3 separate regions of the Zea mays genome follow, and regions 1 and 3 are each linked to region 2. A link is a contact called in public Hi-C data. All regions are on one chromosome and are shown on one strand. Each heading gives the region's core, a stretch centred on a gene start, on an enhancer-like site or on the middle of the called end of the contact. The rest is flanking DNA. Distances are from core to core; before and after follow the strand shown.

The links. Hi-C and Micro-C count contacts between places; a contact is called where the count stands out from the background.
Region 1: a contact with region 2 is called in a Hi-C map of leaf, with 8 times the contacts expected there. The contact joins the promoter of LOC100194254 here to the promoter of LOC103627272 in region 2. A contact is called at or near these places in 4 of 25 Hi-C or Micro-C datasets (ear, leaf and tassel).
Region 3: a contact with region 2 is called in a Hi-C map of leaf, with 5 times the contacts expected there. The contact joins the promoter of LOC542190 here to the promoter of LOC103627272 in region 2.

Annotation. Positions count from the first base shown.
Region 1 is chr5:174,653,137-174,657,742 of Zm-B73-REFERENCE-NAM-5.0, reverse strand. It overlaps LOC100194254 (Tetratricopeptide repeat (TPR)-like superfamily protein), which reads left to right and starts at 1,319. Exons shown (of 1, transcript NM_001139295.2): 1 at 1,319-2,573. The coding sequence starts at 1,403. The coding sequence ends at 2,389. LOC100382511 (Alkaline/neutral invertase CINV2) reads left to right here. Exons shown (of 4, transcript NM_001175248.1): 4 at 1-393. It overlaps LOC103627269, which reads right to left. Exons shown (of 5, transcript XM_008647558.2): 5 at 2,986-3,730. The coding sequence ends at 3,678.
Region 2 is chr5:174,876,628-174,881,284 of Zm-B73-REFERENCE-NAM-5.0, reverse strand. LOC103627272 (protein FAR1-RELATED SEQUENCE 5) reads left to right here and starts at 1,649. Exons shown (of 3, transcript XR_553521.4): 1 at 1,649-1,969; 2 at 2,065-4,386.
Region 3 is chr5:175,071,674-175,076,270 of Zm-B73-REFERENCE-NAM-5.0, reverse strand. It overlaps LOC542190, which reads left to right and starts at 2,725. Exons shown (of 9, transcript NM_001111804.1): 1 at 2,725-2,844; 2 at 2,943-3,017; 3 at 3,157-3,258; 4 at 3,397-3,450; 5 at 3,575-3,667; 6 at 4,000-4,092. The coding sequence starts at 2,725.

The sequences.
Region 1 (4,606 bases), core at 70-2,569, 220 kb after region 2:
CAAAAATTTTTAGGGAAGCAAAGGCTGCTGAAAACACGAGTTCTTGGGGGTAGCATCTCCTTGTCTGCTGATCCGTTTCCTTTGACTTCCAAACATGGATGGTTTGTGTCTTCTGGATTTTCCTTGGTTGTACAATATATCAGCTCGTTTTCTGAGTTGAAAGAAAAAGAAGCAACTGCAGAAATGGGCATTTTGTTTTCTTCTTTCGCAATCTCTGTAAGAAGATACTCTGATTCTTGCTTGGGTCATCCTATAAGTTGTGGATCCTTTTGGTTAGAGTCAACTTTGTTGTGCCAGTGGATTATACGGATGAGTAAGCTGATTCCAGCTTCCCTGTGAAGCATAAGTGCTCTTTCTAACGAATGAATAAAGCTCCTTTCTCTGTGTTGCTGGATGCCTGTGTTTCTATTGCGTTTACTTGACTGCCTGTCTCCCTGCCCTGTGACGACAAGTCATAGAAAGCGTGCCTTGTGTGTCTCTTCCTCCTTTTGTCTCCTAGAGCTTCGCGGTTGTACTTGTGTTCAAGGAAAGAAAACAATTCTGATCCAGCCACCCCTGTTCCCCTCTATACATTTAGGGCTTATTCAATTTGCTCTTAATTCATGTGGATTAGGTGGGATTGGACGAGTTTAAACCTCAAACAAGTTAAAATCTTTTATAATAATGTTTCTAATTCTATTCAATCCACGTGCGGAACAAGACTCAGAAACATCATTCAGTGTAAGAATTTAAGAAATGATTCAAGACATGAGTAGTGCTTCATGCCTGAGTTTGAGACACGACATAGTTCAATCATTCGAGTCGTGCCAATTCGATCCATTTTTTTCGTGTCAGGCTATGTACTTATGTACTGGGCTCTTATTTTCGGTTGGCCATTCTTTTTTCAGGTCTAATCCCCGCTACGCCATGGCTGCTGCCTCGCTACGCCATGAGTAGTGAGAGTGAGAGGCAGAAAATAAAAAATACCTTTAAAATATTAGATTTAGATATTTTTATATTTGTTCAAACTTTTAACTCTATTTGACTGATAATTTAAATCATACAGTACATTTTACGACACGAAGGGCTTGTTTGGGGCAAAGGGTAATGGAAGGGATTGAGGGGACTATAATCCCTCACTATTCAAAATTAAGTAGTAGGGGATTCTTGCCCCCTTAATCCACTACATTACCTTTGATCACAAACAAGCCCGAAGAGTGCACAGCGATTATCATCGGGCTTTCGCCAGCAAATTTTCAAAAGGCAATCAAAATTCTATTGGAGGCCCGAAGTTTAACATATAAGCGGACAAACACAGAAGCCCAGTGCCTGCAACACAGTTCATTTCCAGCCCACTACACCTGTCGAAGGTCGACCACGCTTCCGTCTTCCAGATCTCGGCAATCTCCATCCCCGCTACGCCATGGCTGCTGCCTCCTCCCCAACCTTCCCGCCGCCGGCGACCGACGTCGCCGCTCCAGGCGTCCCCGATCTCTCGATCCCCTACGACCTGGCCACCCGCGGGCAGTGGCAGGCGCTCTTCTCCCACCTCTCCCATCCGGCCCACACGCCCCATCCGCACCACCGCCTCCTCCTCTCCGCTCTCTCCGCCCTCTGCCTGGCCAAGCTCCGACGCTTCCCCGACGCCGCTGCGCTTCTAGCTTCCCTCCACCCGGATCCGGCCTGCCCGCCGCCACCCTTCCTCATCCGCCTCCTCCATGCTCTCCTCCCACTCTTCCTCCCCGACCGCCCCCTCGCGCTCGACCGCCTCTACACGCTCCTCTCCTCCGTCCGCGCACGCCCCAACGCCGGGCACCCCGAGTGGCGCCGCCGCGACGCGCTCGTCGCGTCCGTCCTCGCCGCCGACCACCTCGCCCACCGCGAGTTCGACGTCGCACTCGCGCTCCTCGCCGACATCGCCGGCCGCTACCCGGGCGACCCGGTGCTCCTCTCGCGCCTCGCCTACGCGCACCTCCAGATCGGCAACCTCGGCGCGGCCTCGGCTGCCTTCCGCCACGTGGAGTCCGTGGCCGCCGCGTCCGAGGACCCGACGCGGCATGCCAACCTCCTGGCCCGCAACCGCGCGCTGGAGTGCATCGTGGGCAAGGACTACGCGGCGGCGGTGCGGGAGTACGAGCGCTGCATCGAGGCGGACCCCGCGGACGCCGTGGCCCTCAACAACAAGGCGCTGTGCCTCATGTACTCGCGGGACCTCGGCGACGCCATCAAGGTGCTGGAGGGTGCCCTCGAGAGGGTCCCCACGGCGGCGCTCAACGAGACGGTGGTGGTCAACCTGTGCAGCATGTACGAGCTCGCCTTCGTCAACCACGGCGAGGTCAAGAGGAGCCTTGCTGAGTGGATCGCCAGGGTTGCGCCCGACGACTTCGACACCTCCTGCACGCGCATGTAGGAGGTACTCTGCCTTTTTGCAATTCAGCATTGTAGCCAGCCATGTGTATGGCTGTTATGTCAACATGCTGAAATGTGATTATCTCTGTTTAGATAGCATTCCAATTCAACCAATTTCTGTTTATGTGCATGGAAATTGTGACATGATTGGTATACATGATTGAAAACAAGAGTGAATTGGAGACAGACATGCTGTTGTGATCATACATGCGAAGAATGATGAATCCCAGTTTTTCTCCTCTTGTCATAACTCACAATGATTTATAACCACACCCACCTTAGTACTTGTTCGGTTTTTTCAATCCATATAAATTGAAGAGGATTGATATGGATGAGAACAAATTTTGACTCTAGGATTGAAACCCACTCAATCCATATGGATTGGGGTAGAACCGAACAAAGATCCTTTAAACATGATCTTTAAACATGTAGAGCTGCGAATCCCCATACGCGAAGAGCGCTTGTTTGCGCATCGCCGTTTGGCGCGGCTCCCTCTCCCCAGTGCAGTCCGCTGCCACTCTGGTTGTCTGATTCGAGTGACACTGAAACTCATGATTACACCGAAATAAAATTGAACTCAACATAATGAAACAGTACTGAAAGGTGACATCTCTTGATTCTTTTGTCGCGAGAAAAAAGCGATGTCTGTTTTCACGGGATTCATAGGCAACAAGTACTGCAAAACGCACCTTTTACGCATGTCCGTCATCTAGTAGCGCCTATGTCTACGTTAATCCAGTTTTAAACTGCTGTCATGAACAAATCAGGTGGTCAACTATTGCAAATTATCTCCACAGTCGGGCTAACAACGGGATTAAGAATTATCATGGACTGCAACTAATTACAACTGATGCTTTGGTGGACACAAGTCCGGCTACGTGCTGTGCTAGGGGCTAGGGCCGGACGAAGACGGTGGCAGATGAGACGAGGCACCGTAAATCCTGCGGCTGTGTCGCCATGTCGGCTTAGGACTTTCCTCCATGTCGGCTTGTTCGGTTAGAGGTGGATCTCTTTAATCCATCTCAAACCGAACTAAGGCCTTATTGGGCATGGCGGCTGCGACCTTGCGCCGCGGCCAGGACGGTCACGGGCCAACGGGTGGCTCCATCCAATCCAAACCTTCTGTCCGAGGACAAGTCGGAGAGGCGGGCTGCATTGGCCCGGCCGATCTTGCTGCTAAACTCAACTAATTTATCTGATATAACCCGATCTATTTATTGTCGCCTGTACTGAGCTAACTCAACTAATTTTCCTTGTCAAATTCATGAACTTGGGCCTTCGGCGGCAGCCTAGAAGAATTTGTCGTAGTCTTGAGTGGGCTGCCCCCACATGTCCATGAAACCTGAAACAATATGGACGAAGAAATCGTTTTAGCTTTTGGAATTAACTTACTCTGGTATCATCCGACAAATATATCATCCAGCAAACACTTTTAAAGTACAGTACAATGCAAAAACCATTGGCTAAAAAAAGTTACAATGCAAAAAACCATTGTGTCGTAGTCACCAAGTTTGAATACCGGCCAGGGTAAGGTCTGTATGCCTCAGACAGATGGGAGCCCAAAATAACAGATAGAGGATTAGAGGGTTACACAAGAGAGTACTGTGGCTTTTGCACTGTAGAAGGTATGTGAAGGCTGTACCAGCTAGGATTCAAAGGGCAAGACGATGAGGATCTCATCGTAGTCGAGGGTCTTTGCTCAAGTACTGGAAAGTTGCTTAGATAAATTAGTGACCCAAGAAATCATCCCTTGGCTAAAATTTCTAGGTCAACAGACCGCACAACATAAGTAGCAATCCTAACCTAAATGTGTTCTTCAAAGTTCCACAATCCATAAATGCCAGGAAGACTAAGGGCCAAAACGTGATTTTAAGTTCATTCACTCTAGCCTGAGATTTACTCGTTGCACTGTACAGATTAACTTGCTGGCTAATGAATAATGACCGCATCATGTATTTGTAATTTTCATGGACAATTTTTTTATCAATTTATAAGTTCACTGGGGGTACAACTACTATCATTATTTGGCAATATCATTTCCAATTAAGCCAACAGAAATATGGTAAACGACATGTAAGTGAAGTTATAAACTACATCTTTGTTCCATTCCTAATAAAACAAAAGAGGTTGCATCCAGTAGTGCCTGAGTATGGTCAATACTCAATAAAGATCATTCCAGCTATTCTCGCATAAGGCAACCCAAAAGAGGAAGGGCCAT
Region 2 (4,657 bases), core at 400-2,899:
CGCGACAGAAGGCAAGAATTGCCTTCCCAGATTGCTCTCAACGGCTCCTAGCTGCCTTGGGGCTATAAAAGGGACCCCTAGGCGCATGGAGGAGTACACCAAGCATCCTTTGAGCACTATTGATCACTCACACATCATTCTTGCGCACTTGTTCGACATTCTAGTGATTTGAGCTCCGTTCTAGTGTGCTAGTCTTTTTGAGCTCAAGTCTGGGTCTTGTGTGTGCGTATTCGCTGTGATCTTTGTGTCCTGTGTGAGTTGCTAATCCCTCCCTTGCTCTGTGCTTCTTTGTGAACTTCAAGTGTAAGGGCGAGAGGCTCCAAAGTGTGGAGATTCCTCGCAAACGGGATTAAGAAAAGCAAAGCAAAACACCGTGGTATTCAAGTGGGTCTTTGGACCGCTTGAGAGGGGTTGATTGCAACCCTCGTCCGTTGGGACGCCACAACATGGAGTAGGCAAGCGTTGGTCTTGGCCGAACCACGGGATAACCACCGTGCCATCTCTGTGATTGATATCTTTGTGGTTATTGTGTTTTGTTGAGACTCTACTCTAGCCACTTGGCAATTATTGTGCTAACCTTAACCAAGTTTTGTGGCTTAAGTTTTAAGTTTTATAGGATCACCTATTCAACCCCCCTCTAGGTGCTCTGAACTATGCACTGTCACCACAAACATCCATATGCCTCAGTTATTTTTCAGCAAAAAAACCAAGTGTAGTATACTGTTCACTATTTTGAAAGAAAACATCATAGGGCAAAGCAACTAGATCATCTCATATTATCACAAGTCTCAGTTCAATATTTTCAATGAAACAACAACAAACAGCCTGATGCCCTCAAATGAATATAACAGGCATATTAACTCACATTGTCAACTATGCACTGTCACCACAAACATCCATATGCCCTCAGCTAATTTTCATAAAAAGACCTAGTGTAGTCAGTTCAATATTTTCAAAGAAAACATCACAGGGCAAAGTAACTATATCACCTCACATGTATCACAAGCCTCAAAACTGCACTCAGGTTACTTTAATTCCATCATAGGGCTGCTACAAACCACATGGCGCAGATATCTCAAGCATTGGCTCAGTAAAAGTTTCAGAATACAAACCTCATAGTATTTGGCCAATGTCTCCTGAGCACAAATGACGATTGCACTCGCCTGTTGATAAGAACACATAGCACTTTTTTCCGCCTCCACAGCGGATTCAAGAACATCAAGCATAGAAACCACATGGTTACCTACTGATGCTGTGGCGTAGAGATCACTAGCAATCACACAGGCGACAGCAGAAGCACTCAATGTGTCACGGGCTGCATCAACGATCGCTGAGAACTTCTGGGCACATAGCTCAGCGGCAGATTCCATGCTGGAATCCATAGCTGCAAACCCTAGGGTTACATAAGAAGATAGGAGATCTCACCAGCGTCAGAGGCGCGAGAATGGCCCTCGGCGCAGGATCCGCCCTGGACGGAACTAAATCAGTAGGGAAGGGCGAGATTTGGTGAAGGACAGGGCAGGCAGGCACCGCAGTGCGCGACGAACAGAGCCGAGGGAGGAAGACGACGATCAGGGAAGAAGGGAAGGGAGAATGGAATACGCTCGAAGACGGCGGCCAGGGAAGTAACGGAGCGAACGGACGGGAACACGAGAAATGCTAATGACCATTAATGCAGTGCGATGCTAATTCTTCAAAACGGGTGAGATTATAATACCACGGATTCAATTACGACGATAATGATGCCAATAGTCTGAAGTCCGCCGAACGGAGTGGCACGGTTGCGAAATTCTCCTCCCCAACCCATTTCGTTCGCCGCCAGCGACGCCGGCACACAACAAGTGAGACCCCGGTTTCCTTCCGCCGTAGTTTTCCCTTCATCGTCCTCCTCCTCCGTTCCACTAGCAACACCGGAGCGGAGCGGAGATCCACTCTCCGGACTTAGACCGGTTTCCTTCTCCGTGTGGCGGTAAGGCATAAGCAACCCTAGCTTTCTCGGATTAAATCCCTTCCACGCCGCTTGGTGCCCTACTGATGCAATCCATCCATGCTTCGATTTGGTAGAGTTCAATACCTGACTCGGGTGCCCCTTCCCCATGTCGCACGTCGAGCCCGCCGCCGCCGGAGTGGACCAAGTCGGCGAGGGGACGGTCGTGCCGCACGACAACGGTGTCAGCGGCACCGGGGGTGACGTGGCCACCACGGAAGCGCAAGTGGCTGTTGCCGTTTCCACCTCCGGCGACGAGAGGCGGGGGGATTACGGCGATGATGCAGAGAACGAGGAGGAGGAGGAGGCCGCAACGGTGCAGGGCAGCAAGGAGGGCACTGACGAGCTGCTCCGGAAGGTGGTGTGCAGCGAAGAGGCCGCCTACAAGCTCTACTGCGATTACGGCCACCGCATGGGGTTCAGCATCCGGAAAGGGAAGCAGTCCTACTTCACCGGCACCAAGCGGATACGCACCAAGGACTACTTCTGCTCCAAGGAGGGGCTCAAGGAAGGGGAGAAGCTCACTGATGCAAATTTCAACGACCCCCACACCAGGACCAATTGCAGGGCCATGGTGCGGTTCAGGGTGAATGATCAGGGGGAGTGGAAGGTTATCCGACTGGTATCTGATCATAACCACAACCTGGCAAGGCCTGAGGAACGACATCTTTTGCGGTCTGCAAGGTCGCTTATAGCAGGGCGGTCAAGTTCTGTGGAGGTGATGTTGTATGGGGGTTATCAGGTGCAAGGTGGGGCTCCACAATTGCCTACAGGGAGTACTAGTGCAACCAACAATGTGGAGAATCAGAAGCAAGATTTGCTCCTCGGCTACGGTGCTGCGACAAAGACACTGACTATAGGAACTGGGGATGTGCAGAGCCTTGTGAGCCATCTGAAAAGCAGGGCAAATGAAGATGGTATGTTTTACTGGGATGTTCAATTGGACCGAGGTGGTCGGATGACTAATTTCTTTTGGCGTGATGGGAGGAGCAGGACTGACTATGACTGTTTCTGTGATGTGGTCGTGTTTGATTCAACTTACCGCTTGAGCAAACATAACCTGATATGTGCACCGTTTGTTGGCGTCAATCATCATTGGCAGACCACTATGTATGGTTGCGCACTTTTAGCTGACGAGTCTACGTCAGCTTTTGTGTGGCTGTTCAAGTCTTTCTTGGAGTCCATGGGGAACCGACATCCACAATCTATTTTCACAAATCTAGATCAAGTTGTGACAAAAGCGGTTGAGGAGGTCTTCCCAAATGCACGCCATCGCATTGCTCATTGGCACATCCAAAAGAATGCCCACTCTCGTCTGGGTGCTCTTAATGTCTCAAAAACATTCAATAAGATGTTCACCAAGTGCATACAGGGATGTGACTCCGAAGCAGAGTTTGAGGAAACATGGGCTCAAATGCTCTGTGAATTTAAGTTGCAAGATAACAAGTGGCTTAAAAAATTGTATAAGCTCAAACAGAAGTGGTGTAGTGCTCTTAACAACTGCACCTTTGATGGTGGGATCGAGTATGAACCACAATGTGACAGTATGAGCAACATGTTTAATAATGTTTCTGATAAGTTGACTTCTCTTTGTGCAATTGCTGTTGCTGTGGATAAACAGACTGAAGATTGGAGGGAAAAAGAATTAGATGAGGATGCACGGTGTTTCCAAAGGCCACCTGCTTGCATCATAAAATACAGTGATATTTTGAATCATGCAGCAAAGGTTTATACACATAGAATCTACAAACTGTTTGAGACAGATTTTCTTGATGGGTGTGGAGCCACAAAATTCAAAGAGCTTCCGTGTCAAGATAACAATACATATCAATTTGAGATGACTATGCAAGGGCGAGGATCAAGAGTTTGCACAGTTCATTTCAATATGTCTATGATGCAATTAAGTTGCAGCTGCAGTAAGTTTGAGACAATGGGTTTACTTTGCCCACATGCTTTGAAAGCTCTTAGTATAAAAAATATATGCAAAATTCCAGAAAGCTACATACTGAAGCGGTGGACCAAGGATGCGAAGAAATGGGTTTTTAATCCAAAACAATATGAATCATCATATCAGGAATGTATGAATGATGAAGCTGCATACTGCAACTATGTTATGAGATATGCTTATGATCTTGTCACGAAGAGCCAAGGGCAGGATGCATTAAGGAAAGCACTGTGGGAGACTCTTGAAAGTGGTGAGAAAGAATTGGAGAGATACCTAGAAAACGTTACCCAACATGCACCTTATGCCACTTGAAAGGATCACTAATTAACCTCCTAGACTTATCTGCTAAGGATGAACAAGATACTTCCTTGTTCTTTCAAGATGCATTCAGAACTTCTCTCAAATTGTACATTTATAGAGATGAAACGGATGCTTGTCAAAGATACAGGCTTGAGTAAGTTTCATGCCTTCAAGTTTCCTAGTAATTGTTCTTGTGATTCCCTGAATTTTTACATGATCTTTGGTTCCATATTTTTGTCAATGCCCATGAAGCACTTATATTTCTGTTCTAAACTGTTGCAGTATGATGAAATGCACTAGCATTTTCTACTAAGTATTTACTTCGAGTGATGTGTCTTGGTCAATTGACCGGTTTAGATCCTACGAGGATTTGCCACTTTGTGATAGAAGCTCAAGATGAATGTGAGTTTAGGTCATTGTAGTTT
Region 3 (4,597 bases), core at 1,476-3,975, 190 kb before region 2:
TATGGTGTTTGATGTTACTATGGTATTGGAAGCTAAAATATTTTTAGTTGGTATAGACAAAACATAGTTTTAAATAGGGACAATTGCGCCAATGCCCCTATTTTGGAGTATAACTGTAGATTTACCCTTGTTTTCTGGACTTTGCGTATTTGCCTCTGTTTTTCAAAATAAAACTGTTATATGCCCATACTCCGTTAGTTATACTTAACGATGTTAAGTCTCAATAAAATGACAAGCAACAATTGCGTTATTGTCCCTATTTGTAGTGTAGCTATAGTTTTACCTCTATTTTTTAGACTTTAAGTGTTTTATGACAATTTAAATTATTTATGCAATAATTTAAACTATTTTGGACAACAATTCAAATTATTTTATAATAATTTGAAATATTTTCAAATTTAAAAATATTTTGGTAAACTATTCAAATTATTGTTAAGAGGCAAAATAATCTAATTTGTTGACAAAACATTTTGTCAAAATAATTTCAAATATTGTGGAAATAATTTGGATTGTCATAAAAACATGTAATGTCTAAAAAATAGGGCAAAAACTATAATTACACTATAAATGGGGCATTGGTGTAATTATCCCTTGTCTTTTTTATCAAGACTTAACACTGTTAAGTACGGAATCAGTACATACAATAGTTTGTTTTGAAAAAACAGGGGCAAACACGCAAAGTCTAAAAATAGGGACAAATATGCAGTTACACCCTAAAACATGAGCACTGATCCAATTGCCCCTTTTAAATACCATGTTTTTATCCAAAACTGTGGTATTTTTAAAGTTTTGGAAACTCCACTCAGGGTCACAATTTTCTTCTCTTCTCTCTACACATATTTTGGATTTTCAATGGAACAAAATAGATTTCAGTCCTATTTGGAAGTGTAGTATTTTTACAGTTTTGAAATAATACTATAGTATTTGATGATACTATAGTATTAGAATCAAAAGGTGTTTGGTTTGTTCAGACAAAACACAATTTTAAATACCATGGTTTACCCAAAACCGTGGTATTTTTTGAGTTTTCGAAACTCCACTCAGTACCTTATTTTTCTTCTCTTCTCACTAAATATACTTTGTTTTTTCAATGGAACCAAACAGATCTCGGTTTTGAGCAGTAATATGGTTTTACTGTGGTAAAGTAATGCTATAGTATTTGTGTCATGTACAATTGTAAACTATGATATTTGAAAATTACAGTATTTTAAAACTGTATTTTCAAACTGCCCCTTTAGTTTTGGGCAATACTGTGATTTTACTGTGATATATTAATATTGTAGTGTTTGTGTCATGTACAATCGTAAACTATTGTATTTTAAAACTATAATATTTCAAAAACTACATTATCAAACAACTCTTAATGTGCGCCTGACAATATATTAAAATTTATCGACGGCGGCAGCAGTGACTAGAAAAAGAACAGAGAATCAACTGATATCGAAGTGCCTCTCCACTTTCCCATTTACTAATTGCCTTCCGGTTCCGGATGCGCTATCAAGCTGATGTTCTCTCTCTCTGTCCTTTGCACGATGATCGTCCTCCCTCAAATGGATTCTCTGGAGTGGAGGAATTTCCTGTTCTGTGCGCTGGACTGATGCTCTTGCACACCCGACGCCCGAGGAAAGGATTTCGTTTAAGAACGAGGACCAAATCGCAAAAAAACTGCTAAATGGTAGGGGTGACCATTTTAAAACTAAAAACCGAACCTGAACCCTAACCAAACCCGAATAGATCGAATTATTAGACTATTCGGATTTTAGGGTTTGAATTCGGTTTCCACATGTGTTACATTTTAGGGTACATGTTCAAGTTTAGTTCCTAACTTTTAAAACCCTATACCCTAGACTGAATAACCCGATTTTTTTAATAAAAAAGCTCTTAATATGTGATGATTATGTGATTTATAAACTTGTTAGCTAAAAATTATAATGTTATCTTAATAATATTATATATATATATATATATCTATATGCTATTTTTTATATTCACTTATTGTAATAATAGTACTTCTAATTAACTATTTATTGTATATATTTTAAGAAAACATACTAGTGTATCTAATATTTGGATCTATTCGGTGGACCGAACTAAAACTGTGGATCTATTCGGTGGACCGAACTAAAACTGTGAATCTATTTGAGTTTGATTTCTAAAATTATTTTAAAAATTCCGTTTCTTAATTTTTAAACTCGAAATTTCACAAATTCGAAGAGAGCAAACCAAATTATATTAATATACCGAATGCCTAAACGGCAGTCCGTCGCAGAGAAAGAGGACCGAAACACCGAGATCTGGGACCACCAGCACCACCGTCATCATCGTGCTTCCAGTCCATTCCCTGTTGCCGCATGCACAATTGCACACACACACGGCGTGCCGCATCGTGTAAACACCAGGGACCCGCGCGATCGCACGCCTATTCTAGGCGCAAACCCAAGCGCGGAGACAAAGCACGCAAGCAAGGGCCCCCCGCCGCTGTAACTAACCGAACGAGGAGGACAAGAAAGCCTCCTCGTTAAGATTGGAATCCAGCCAGAGACAGGGCCAGTCTCCAGTCTCCACCCACCGTTCCCTCCCCTCCCCTCCCCTCCTCTCCCCTCCCCTGTCGAGTCCGGCTGTCCCCACGACCCCCACGCCACGCGCTCTCTCCCGCTCCTCGCAACGGCAAAACCCCAGCGAATTCCCCACGCGCCCGCCAGCTCGGCGGCGGCCCAGGGATCCATGGAGAAGTACGAGCTGCTCAAGGACATCGGCTCCGGCAACTTCGGCGTGGCGCGGCTCATGCGGAACAAGGACACCAAGGAGCTCGTCGCCATGAAGTACATCCCGAGGGGGCTCAAGGTGCGGCCGCCCGCCCTCCCCCGGTTCCAGTCCTCGCGTTCGATCCCAGGCCTCCCCGGAATTTTCGGTCCTCACGGTTTACCTTCCCTGCCCCGCAGATTGACGAGAATGTGGCGAGGGAGATCATAAACCACCGCTCGCTGCGGCACCACAACATCATCCGCTTCAAGGAGGTGAGCCAAAAGGATTTCCCGGACGGGAGTGCTTCCTGCACGCCTCCGATGCTGCTGCAGGCGCTGGAGATTTTTTTCCCCCGTCCCTCCTTATTCTCTTGTCCGTTTCATCAGTTAGGGCCCCCCCTTCTTTCTCTAGGTCGTGCTCACGCCCACGCACCTCGCCATCGTCATGGAGTACGCCGCCGGCGGCGAGCTCTTCGACCGGATCTGCAGCGCCGGCAGGTTCAGCGAGGACGAGGTGATCGCTCGTTCGTTCATTCCAATCAGGCGGCTCCGGCTCGGGAGCCTCTCCTGCTGTTTTTCCCCCAAAACCATTTGGGTTCGGCTTGACTGACGTGCTATTCTCTCTTCCTTTTTTTTATTAATCCTACGACAGGCGAGGTATTTCTTCCAGCAGCTCATCTGCGGTGTCAGCTACTGCCACTTCATGGTGAGAACACACCGACTAGTAAAAGCGAAGTGTTTTCTTTCTGCAACAAAATGCTACCCAGGAAAAAAAAATATCCTTGCTGAAGAGGTGTGCGACTGCGAATTTTGTTTGGATTCATTCGCAGCAAATTTGTCACCGGGACTTGAAGCTGGAGAACACGCTATTGGATGGCAGCCCGGCTCCGCGGCTAAAGATCTGCGACTTTGGCTACTCTAAGGTACCAATTTTTTGTTGTTGTTTTCCTTTTGTTAATTAGCTGGCCAGTTTCCTGTGAGATTTCTTTTTCAAGGGGTACTGAAAGAGGCCTTTCTTGCTTAGCCTGCCATGCTGGGAAGACCAAAATTTTGACACGAAACTGTGCCGCCTTTTCTCACACTCGCACTGCTTATTGAACTCGTGCCTTTTATTTCCTTGTTAAAGAAAGATAATCAAAATTGACCCCTTTCTCCAGCTTCATGGAAAAATCGCTCACAAAAAAAGGAGAATGAGGCAATACTTAACAAATACTGTAGCAGTGTGGTCAGCTGCTAACACCTTTCTTTGCCCCAGTCATCGCTGCTGCATTCAAAGCCTAAATCCACCGTTGGAACTCCGGCGTACATAGCTCCGGAGGTGCTCTCCCGCCGGGAATATGACGGCAAGGTCAGTGCTGTGATTTTTTCATCCTTTTTTTTACTTACGTTTATAGCACTGCAGCTACGCTACCTATCGCACTCCCTTCTTGAACCTTTGGCAAGCCATCGCCTCTACTTGTGATGTTGCCAGTCTGCTCTGTGCCTCTGTGATGCTGACCGTACTGTAGCAGTCCTAGTCCCACAACTCCTTCGCATGTCCTGGACCCAGTGCATGACAGCACCACTTGCATTGCCATGTGGCCCCGGTACGGCATGAGTTTCTGCCTTATGGACCGGGCTTCCTTCTCTAATCAGCGATTTTGGATTTTTGGACTTTCGTCCTTAGGCCTACTAGGCAGGGTGTGGACCTGGCCCCACACGCCAGCATTGGCTTGTTATCCCTATCTCTGTAGAGAGATTCCAAATCCCAACTTCCAAGTACTACAATTATTTGTGTTGACAATTTTGTCAAAGCAGCATGGGGGACAGCTTGTCTAAAGAAATCTTCATTGTGTGTCCCTGGGGCATTTTTT